2 separate regions of the Zea mays genome follow, and region 1 is linked to region 2. Evidence: chromatin contacts called from public Hi-C data. All regions are on one chromosome and are shown on one strand. Each heading gives the region's core, a stretch centred on a gene start, on an enhancer-like site or on the middle of the called end of the contact. The rest is flanking DNA. Distances are from core to core; before and after follow the strand shown.

The links. A called contact is a pair of places that touch in the nucleus more often than the background predicts.
Region 1: a contact with region 2 is called in a Hi-C map of tassel, with 2.6 times the contacts expected there. The contact joins the promoter of LOC103650682 here to the promoter of LOC100273004 in region 2. A contact is called at or near these places in 7 of 25 Hi-C or Micro-C datasets (bundle sheath, ear, endosperm and 2 more).

Annotation. Positions count from the first base shown.
Region 1 is chr3:145,804,705-145,809,105 of Zm-B73-REFERENCE-NAM-5.0, reverse strand. LOC103650682 (ABC transporter B family member 20) reads right to left here and starts at 3,044. Exons shown (of 11, transcript XM_020550329.2): 1 at 2,277-3,044; 2 at 2,076-2,130; 3 at 1,815-1,990; 4 at 1,534-1,734; 5 at 505-764; 6 at 109-419; 7 at 1-13. The coding sequence starts at 2,666.
Region 2 is chr3:145,621,221-145,625,225 of Zm-B73-REFERENCE-NAM-5.0, reverse strand. LOC100273004 reads left to right here and starts at 2,600. Exons shown (of 11, transcript NM_001147454.1): 1 at 2,600-3,052; 2 at 3,132-3,179; 3 at 3,900-3,950. The coding sequence starts at 2,950.

The sequences.
Region 1 (4,401 bases), core at 1,795-4,294, 180 kb before region 2:
AAAAGCACTTCACCTGTAACATATAAGTATAGTCCCACAGGTAAACATAAGCCATAATTGATGTAAAAAAATAAAATATTAGGTACTAATAGATGCCAACGATAATACCTAAGGTTGGGTCATAGAAGCGTTCCATTAGAGGAATTATGCTGCTTTTTCCTGAACCATTTCTGCCAACAAGAGCAACAGTTTTTCTAGCAGGTACAGTGAGGTAGAATCCACTTAAGATGGGGATTTCAGGGCGGGACAAGTAGCTGAAGTAGACATTGCGGAACTCGATGTTGCCTTGAACTGAAGACAAGGTACTACCATCCTGGTTCACAGTAGATGTTGAACGGCTTATCATTTCATATAGTCTGTATGCAGCTATACGTCCTTGCTCAAAGGAATAGAAGTTTGTTGCTGCTTGATTAAGTCCACTACAATGAGTTAAAAGCTTTGATGAATATTAGGGTACATTTTTAAATTAAACTAAAAACAAACTCTTAAAATCTACATTCTTACAGTCCACTCAAGATAATAGCAAACAGTGCTACTACAACTTCACCACCATTAGCTCTTCCATGAGAGATCAGGAACCTCCCAACCCAAAGTTGTAAGGCACAAGAACATATGGCAAGGCCATATGTAAATCCAAGACCAAGACCTTGCACCAAACTTATAAGGATTCCATAGCGCAGTGTTGCTTGAAGTGAAGTAGCATAAGAATATTTTGCAAGGGTCTCATTTGTGAAGGAATACAAGGTCCTAATGTACAAGATTGCCTGCAAAATAAGCATTGATGCTTAGTTTATTTTTGAGCTTCCAGTAAACCAGTAGAACAGAAACAGTGGATTTTCCTAGCTAAAATAATGCACCAAGTCGTTGCCTGACTTAAAACAAGTCTGCACTCTGCAGTTTTCAAGGCCTAGGTGCTCCATGCAGACATTATCCTATATACATCTCTGTGTGTGTGTGTGCGTGTGCGGGCGGGCGTGTGCTTATTTGTTTCTGTTACCCTTGTCTTGTGGCGCTTTCAAAATTCAAGAGGCAATCTTGTGAGAAACCTAGCCTAATGATGCACCCCTACAAGCAAGTTCAACAGATCCTTGAGTCTTATTATGCGACCATACATATAGGTGCAGTTTGGTGGATGATTTAATAATAGACATTAGATAAAATCTTCATTTTGTCCAATCTTCGAACCTGATTGTGCAACATCATGTTAACTGAATAAAGCTTGCTTTTTAAAAATAAATTTTAACTTGCCAATATTGTGTCACAACCATAACTAGTATCATGGAGAAAATGTAGATAGCAGAAAGAAATATCTTCAGTCCAAACATGCTCTTCATTGAAAAATAATGACAGTTTTGAGAAATATTTTCAATCCATCTTAATAGTTTATCCTTGTTTAATGACCCAGCATTGAAAACATTTTTCCTGTGAAATTACCATTCAGAGTTTCAAGCTTGATTGTGTAAATATTGTTTGTTTTGAGGAAGTCAAAAGAAAGAAAAGGTACTCAAATTGCAAAATCAGTATGCCACACACCTGTTCAGCAATGCTTGCTGCGTCACCATAAGCATCCTGAATATTTTCTGCAAGCCTATGGAGAAATATATTTGATATTCCTCCTGCAGCAACGATGAAGGGCCCAGTTGCTAATGTCAATAAAGCTATTTGCCAACAGTTGACCAGACCAATGACAAGACCACCGAAAAATGTAGCCATGTTGTGAATGTAGTTTCCAACCTAAAAACGACAAATCACTCAGTAACCATATATATGTGACAGACACAAATGAGCATGGAAGGTTTGGCACAAGAACTAACTTTCTCACTCAGAGCTGACTGAATGAGCAAGACATCACTCAGTACTTGACTGACAATATCACCGTTGTTGCCGTATGTATCAAAGAAACTCATGTCCTGGTTTAAGAGGACTTGAACATACTTTGATCTAATCACTGCCGTCTGTCTTTCCCCGGTCAAAATCCAGCACGAAACCTCTGTAGATGTGAGAGATTTGGTAGATTTACTTCCACTCTTGTTAACATATCATGCGACAACCAAACATGTATAAACTCGTCTTACCTATCCATGCGGCAAAGAAAACGCCAATGGCTATATAGAGGAAGTACAAAGCGTGCTGCAGAGGAAACAACTGCTATTAGGGAACAGCTCAAAGAAGAAGGAACGATTAGGAGGTAGAAAAAACGTTGTTTATGTTGTTCTCAGGTATAAGTAGCTAACAGGGTGGGTAAGAAGAGGAATGAAGAGCGCATATGCAATTGCCTGGTTGATATCGTGGAAGAGGTCGTGGGTATGCCGCCCATGGGCATGAAGCGAGTTGATGGCTTTGCCGAAGAGGTGGAGGTAGACGACGAGCGCGACTCCGTGTGCAGCGGCTGCGAGGCTGCCGGCGACCATGAGCGCCCAGTCGAGGCGGTCGGCGCAGGCGAAGAGGCGCTTGAAGGGGACAGCGGCGGGCGGCGGGTCCGGGTCGTCGTCGGCATCGTCTAGGGGCGGTTGGGCATCGTCGTCAGGCGGCGGAGCGCCGTCCCCTCCGAGGCCGAGGTCGGCGGCGTAGGGGGAGGGCGACTCGGGCGGCTCGGAGGTCTCGGAGACCGGCGTGAGCGGCTGGACGTGGGGCGGGGACCAGCCGAAGAGTCCCCGCGAGACCATGGGCGCCGGCCGGAGCAGAGCTAGCTAGGGTTGCTTAGAAGTCAGTGGACTGCGTTTGCGGCGAGGGTGAGAGATTTGAATAGCATGCGACGCGACTGGGAGACTGGGTCCGGGAAGGAAGGAGGGAGGCAGAGAAGCAGTTGCGGTGTTGAGTTCAGTGGAGGTGGCCGGATGGGTGGGTCACCAAGGGAGCTCTGGGGATGCGACGACACACCGCGCGGCCGCCGGATCGCTCGGGGGACGGATGAGCGTTGGCGGCGGCCGTGGATCGATCAGGTCGGACGCTGCCGGCGGGACGGTGGCGATCGCTGGTGTTGGCTGGTTCGGTTTTTTTTTTTTTGTCAGCGCTAGGTTTAAAAACTGTAGACCAAATCACGTACAGCACGAAATAATTCGAACTAGCGTCGACTAAGGTAGTGTTTGGTTGAGGAGCCAAGTATAACGGAGCCGTTCCATCCCAGATTCTAGGAACGGAGCCGCTCTGTTCTGTGTTTGGTAATCTGGAACGGAACGACTCTGTTTTTTGTTTGGTTTCAGAGTGAACGGAACGGAGCGTGACTGTGAGAGCGGGATGGGAACGGAGCGGCTCCGTTCGGTTGATTTTTTGGAGTGGAATGGTTCCGGATCTGAGGAGAATATTCCCTAATTGGAGCCATTCCGTTCTAGTTACTTTGTAACCAAACAACAACAAAACTGGGACAGAACGGCTCCATTCTACTTGGCTCTTCAACCAAACAGTACCTAAAAACGGGTTTAGACACAAATTCTAGCACGAAATAAAACATTTAGTTATTTATAAGATTTTTTTCTTCTTGGTTTGACTCCCCTTACATTCAAAATAGCTTTTAGAGCATCTTCATTAGTTTCTAAAAAAAGATTCTTTAAATTTAGATTTAGCAAAATGCTAAACATATATTAGGGGAAAACAAGCTAGTCTCTAACATTTTTTTATTCTTAGATTATTAAATATTTTTAAATTATACTAACTTAGTTTTTCTAAACATATATTAGCAAAATGATAAACATATATTACTAACTACAGCTTCAAATTTAGTTTTTGTCCCACCTGGATTTAAGGACAAATTTAGTTTTTGTCGCACCTTTTCTATAATTAATTTTTGTGGTTGATGATCAACACAAACACGTGGACTAACTATTTTATCTAGAATTCATGTATTACAGGTGCATAAGGTTCAACACAAACCAATATAAAAGGTTGTTAGGGACTCAATTTGAAAGAAGCAAAAGGAATTGAGTGTGCTAAAGTTTGGCCCACCGGACAGTGTCCGGTGCACCAGGACCGTACAGATGTCAACAAGCCACTCTCGGGAATTCCAGGACGCGCTCCACTATAATTCATTGGATTGTCCGGTGTGCCACCGGACTGTCCGGTGAGCCACCGGAGCAACGACTATCTGCGCCAACGGTCGACTCTGATAGCAGGAACAGTGCAGTACCGCGCAGAAGTCAGAGCAGCAGAGTCATAGGGGCATCGGACTGTCCCGTGTGGCACCGGACTGTCCGGTGCCGTAAGAGGACAAAGCCTCTAACGATCGACCAGCTCTGAACCCTAACGGTTGGGTGACGTGGCGGCGCACCGGACAAGGAACAGTGTCTGTCCAGTGGCGGACCGGACTGTCCGGTACGCCCATCGCCAGCAGCCTCCCCAACGGCTACCAAGGTGGTTCAGGGCTATAAATACCCCCAACCACCACAACCTTTGGCATCCAAGTTT
Region 2 (4,005 bases), core at 1,351-3,850:
TCACATGCTAAAATAAACAACAACATCATTGGAAAAACATAAGATCAGGTAATTATCAGAATATATGGATTGAGATATGCTATAATTTCTTTTTATATACCACTACCAACATCGACAATACAAATCCATCTGCAAGACTACAATCTAATAGCAGTACTGAAAACAACCAGTAAAATTCCACACATTATCCTCAAACATTTCTTTGAACCGCTCATCATTCAAAATCGACTTATTCAATTCTAGTTGTCTTTTCTTCTTCTTAATACTTGATTTATCAACATCCTCCATATCAAAATATATTTCTTCTTCCATTATACTGTCCATAATCTGCCTGTTAACCTTCGGTATTTTGACGACTTGCAGCACGAGGAAAAATACAGTTTGTTAGGTTTGTTGTATAGAGCTTGTACCATAGGTAATCAAGTGAAAAACACACCGTCATCAGAAGCAAATAGAAGCAGCAGTAGCAAGCATAGCTGCAGAAGCAAGCAACAGCAGGAAGCAGAAGGTTGCTTCTCTGCCTCACCCACGCACACGAGTACACGACCAGCAGTCTAGCACCACTGTGTCAGGAGAATTGCAGAAGCAGCAACAACAAGCAGCCCTATTCACAATATAAATAGCAAAAGCAGCAAGAAGCATCACCAGGCAATGAGGCAGCAACAAATAGCCTTGTTCACACTATAAATAGCAAGAGCAGCAAGCAGCAAGCAATGAAAGAAATGAAAGGACTGAAGCTTGCAGGGGAGTCAAGTGGGTTCCCAATTTTAAAGAATTGAAGCTATGCAAACTAAAATTTAATGACACCTATTTATAGTGGAGTAATTTCATATTCTGAAAATGTACGATCAAGAATTAATATGATTCAACTTGTCTCATCATAAATTGGAAACCATAAATTAAAAGGGTAAAATAAAAATTAATTTGCATGTATACCAAACGCTGCAATGTGATCTCTATTGAAGGTCTCAGGTCCACGTCCCCTTTGAAGTATACCAACTCGCATCCAGACAACCAGTCACACTATGAGATCTATCCCATGGTGGGCTCCTCTCTGGGATGTCCGATACTTGAGAAGAAGAACCAAAATCAAAGGAAAAAGAGGTTAGCCTATAACAGTTAACATGACCGAGGAAGAAACTAAGTACAATTGTAACACAGATTTAGTTGACCCCTTTGTAGAGCAAAGGTTTGAGTAAAACAACAGATAACGCGCACACCCAAGGAGGCCTTGGCAAGATCTAGGGCACGAACGGTCTGAGCAGCAAAGCGAAGGACTCAGACAGTAAGGATCTAAAAATGCCAAGAGGGGAGGGAGAGCACAGAGGGAGGCATGTAATAAAGTGAGACGAGGTACTTCCTCTGTTGTCGCGGACCAGAGAACAGCGTCGGAGGCTCGGTGCCCATGCCGCGACAGCGCAGAAGGCTGGAGACGCCGTGGATCCGTGCGGCGTCGAATTCGACGAGGGGAACACACCAGCCTACGACCTCTCCCGCAGTAGCTGCGTGTGGGTCCGCGCGTAACCAGGCCTAGCATATCAGCGGCAGAGCGCCTCCGAGGCGAAGCTGGCCGCGGCAAGCCAACCTGCTGATAAGAACGAAGTCCGACGTGGGCGGAGCACGACCGGGTTGGAGCGGATGCGGGGCCCGCCTGCCAGATGCCAGCGCCTCTCCCGGAGAGCCGGCCGCATGTGGCCACGCCCACGCACAGCGACGGATGCGAGCTTCTTGCGCGGGGAGCTGACACAGCGACGGATAGGGGAGGGGAGGCGAGACGCTAAGACACGTGCGTAGGAAGCTCACGCGACTGTCACGTGGGGCCGATCTGGTGCGCGTGAAATGCGGACAGGCCTCCAAACCAGAGCGGCTTTTAAGACTTTAGATGGGCCGATGGGCTGGTCCGACACAGTCAGCAGGCGACATGACGTGTCTGGGCCAGAGTTGTGGCCCGCGGGCGTTTGACCCGACCTACTACACCGTTTTTCAATATTTTACGATGATTTAATCAAATGGGCCGACAGAGTTGTGGCCCGCGGGCGTTTGACCCGACCTACTGCACCGTTTTTCAACATTTTACGATGATTTAATCAAATGGGCCCACTGGTTAACGGGCTGGTCCGGCACAGTCAGCGGACGGGCATGACGTGCCTGGGCCAGAGTTGTGGCCCGCGGGCGTCTGGCCCATACCGGGCCGCCGTTTGACCATCTATAGGCATGTAACAGATTAATTTGAAATAGCTGTGACAGATTATTTGTAAAAAGATAACGCGGGACGACCGTTAAAACTGGTGCTTTAAGTATAGTATAGATTAACTTAATTGATCTATATGTCTAAATTATTATTATTAAAATAAAATTCAATTCTAAGGGTCTATCGGGACCTAAGTATGTTTTGAATTCTAATTTACGAAATCAACATTATAATAACTGGCAAGAATTTATTTTGGAACGCAAGTTCATATAAAAATGAACTGATTTATATGCTATATGATTTCTCTGAAATTCTAGCATTTTAAAGTTGATCTAAAAGTGAGAAGCATATTGTTTTGGGTCCGGAAAATAAAATCCAATTTTCTCAGTCTCGAGCGCCCGCGTCCCTCGCCCCGTCGCGACTTCGCGAGTCGCCCCGTCCCAGGCTCCCAGCGACCCCGCCCTCCGGCAGTCCGGCGCGGGGGCTCCTCTCCGATCCGGTGAGCCGAACGAGGACCCCAACTCCCCGAAGAAAGCGGCCACAGCCAGAGCCAGGGTGGCTCGGCTCTCCTCTCACAGACTGCGCCGCAGCGCCTAGCGCTCGGCTGGCAGCCGCCCCGGCCGGTCGGCCCCGCCCCTGCTGCCTACATCCGCCTGCAGCCAGAAGATCTGCCTCCAGCGACCGCCCTGCCTGCCCTTGTGGCTTCTGTGGTTCTGCACACCAGCACACGCACTTGTCCCCAAACAACGGCGGCGGCGATGAGTATCTCAGAAGAGCTTCCCGGCGAAGGATCTGACGGTGAGGAGGAGGTCTTCATCAACGAGGAGGACATCATCCACGAGATAACCATCGACGAAGAAGGTTGATCAACCGTGCATAGTCTCCCTTCTACCTACCTTCCATCGCTACAGCGGCTTATTCGTGCTTGCCTTACCTTCAGATCTCCCCGACCGCGACGACGAAGATGACGACGTCGTCAACGGGATGGGTAGGGGTGGATTTTGCTTGGAGCTGCAGCTTTCAGTCTATGCGAGTGTTTCTTTATCTGTTTTTTCCATTTATTCGCCAGTTAGCCTCCCAGATAGTTCTTGAGGAGATTGATATATTTTTTGTTCTGACATAGTGTGGAATGATTTGTATATTCTAGTGTTATCTAATGTTCTTGTATCACTTATTCGTTTGACACGTGCCTCCTAGCTTGGCTGTTCTAGACTTCCAATGATGCAGTGGCGAAGCTGGAACAAAATTGACGAGGATGCATTTGGCTTTGTGGGTACATAAGATTTTTTTCTAGGAGTGCATATATGTTGAAATCTTAACTAAATCTATAGGATTTGTGAAATCTTAACTAAATCTATAGAATTTGGCATTTTCTCTGTGCGCTCGTGTGTGGGGGTGGGGGGTTTGCATTTGCATCCACTTGGAGTAACCTAGCTTCGCCCTGCAATGATGCATCAGAATGAATTACGATCAGACAGTGCAACTGGCTAATTCTGTATCTATGTCTCGTTAACTAGCACAGTTAGCTTCCTTTGTGTTACATACTAAGTTATTTTATTGCTACTAGTTCCATTGGCATTCCACAAAATGTTGTTTCTTGTCCTTCTGAAATTTTAATTTAGAAACCTTCAATTGATGTTTCATGATGTACATTCTAAGTCATTCAGTGATGCTTCATTATCCAATCTAATGGCTATTTCGTTTCCAGTTGATTCCGAAGACATCGATGATTCTACATACGCATTTCAAGGCCACCAAGGCAAGTTGGTACACAAGAAAAATGAAGCTTGCAATGCTTTTTTGGTGCCGATATT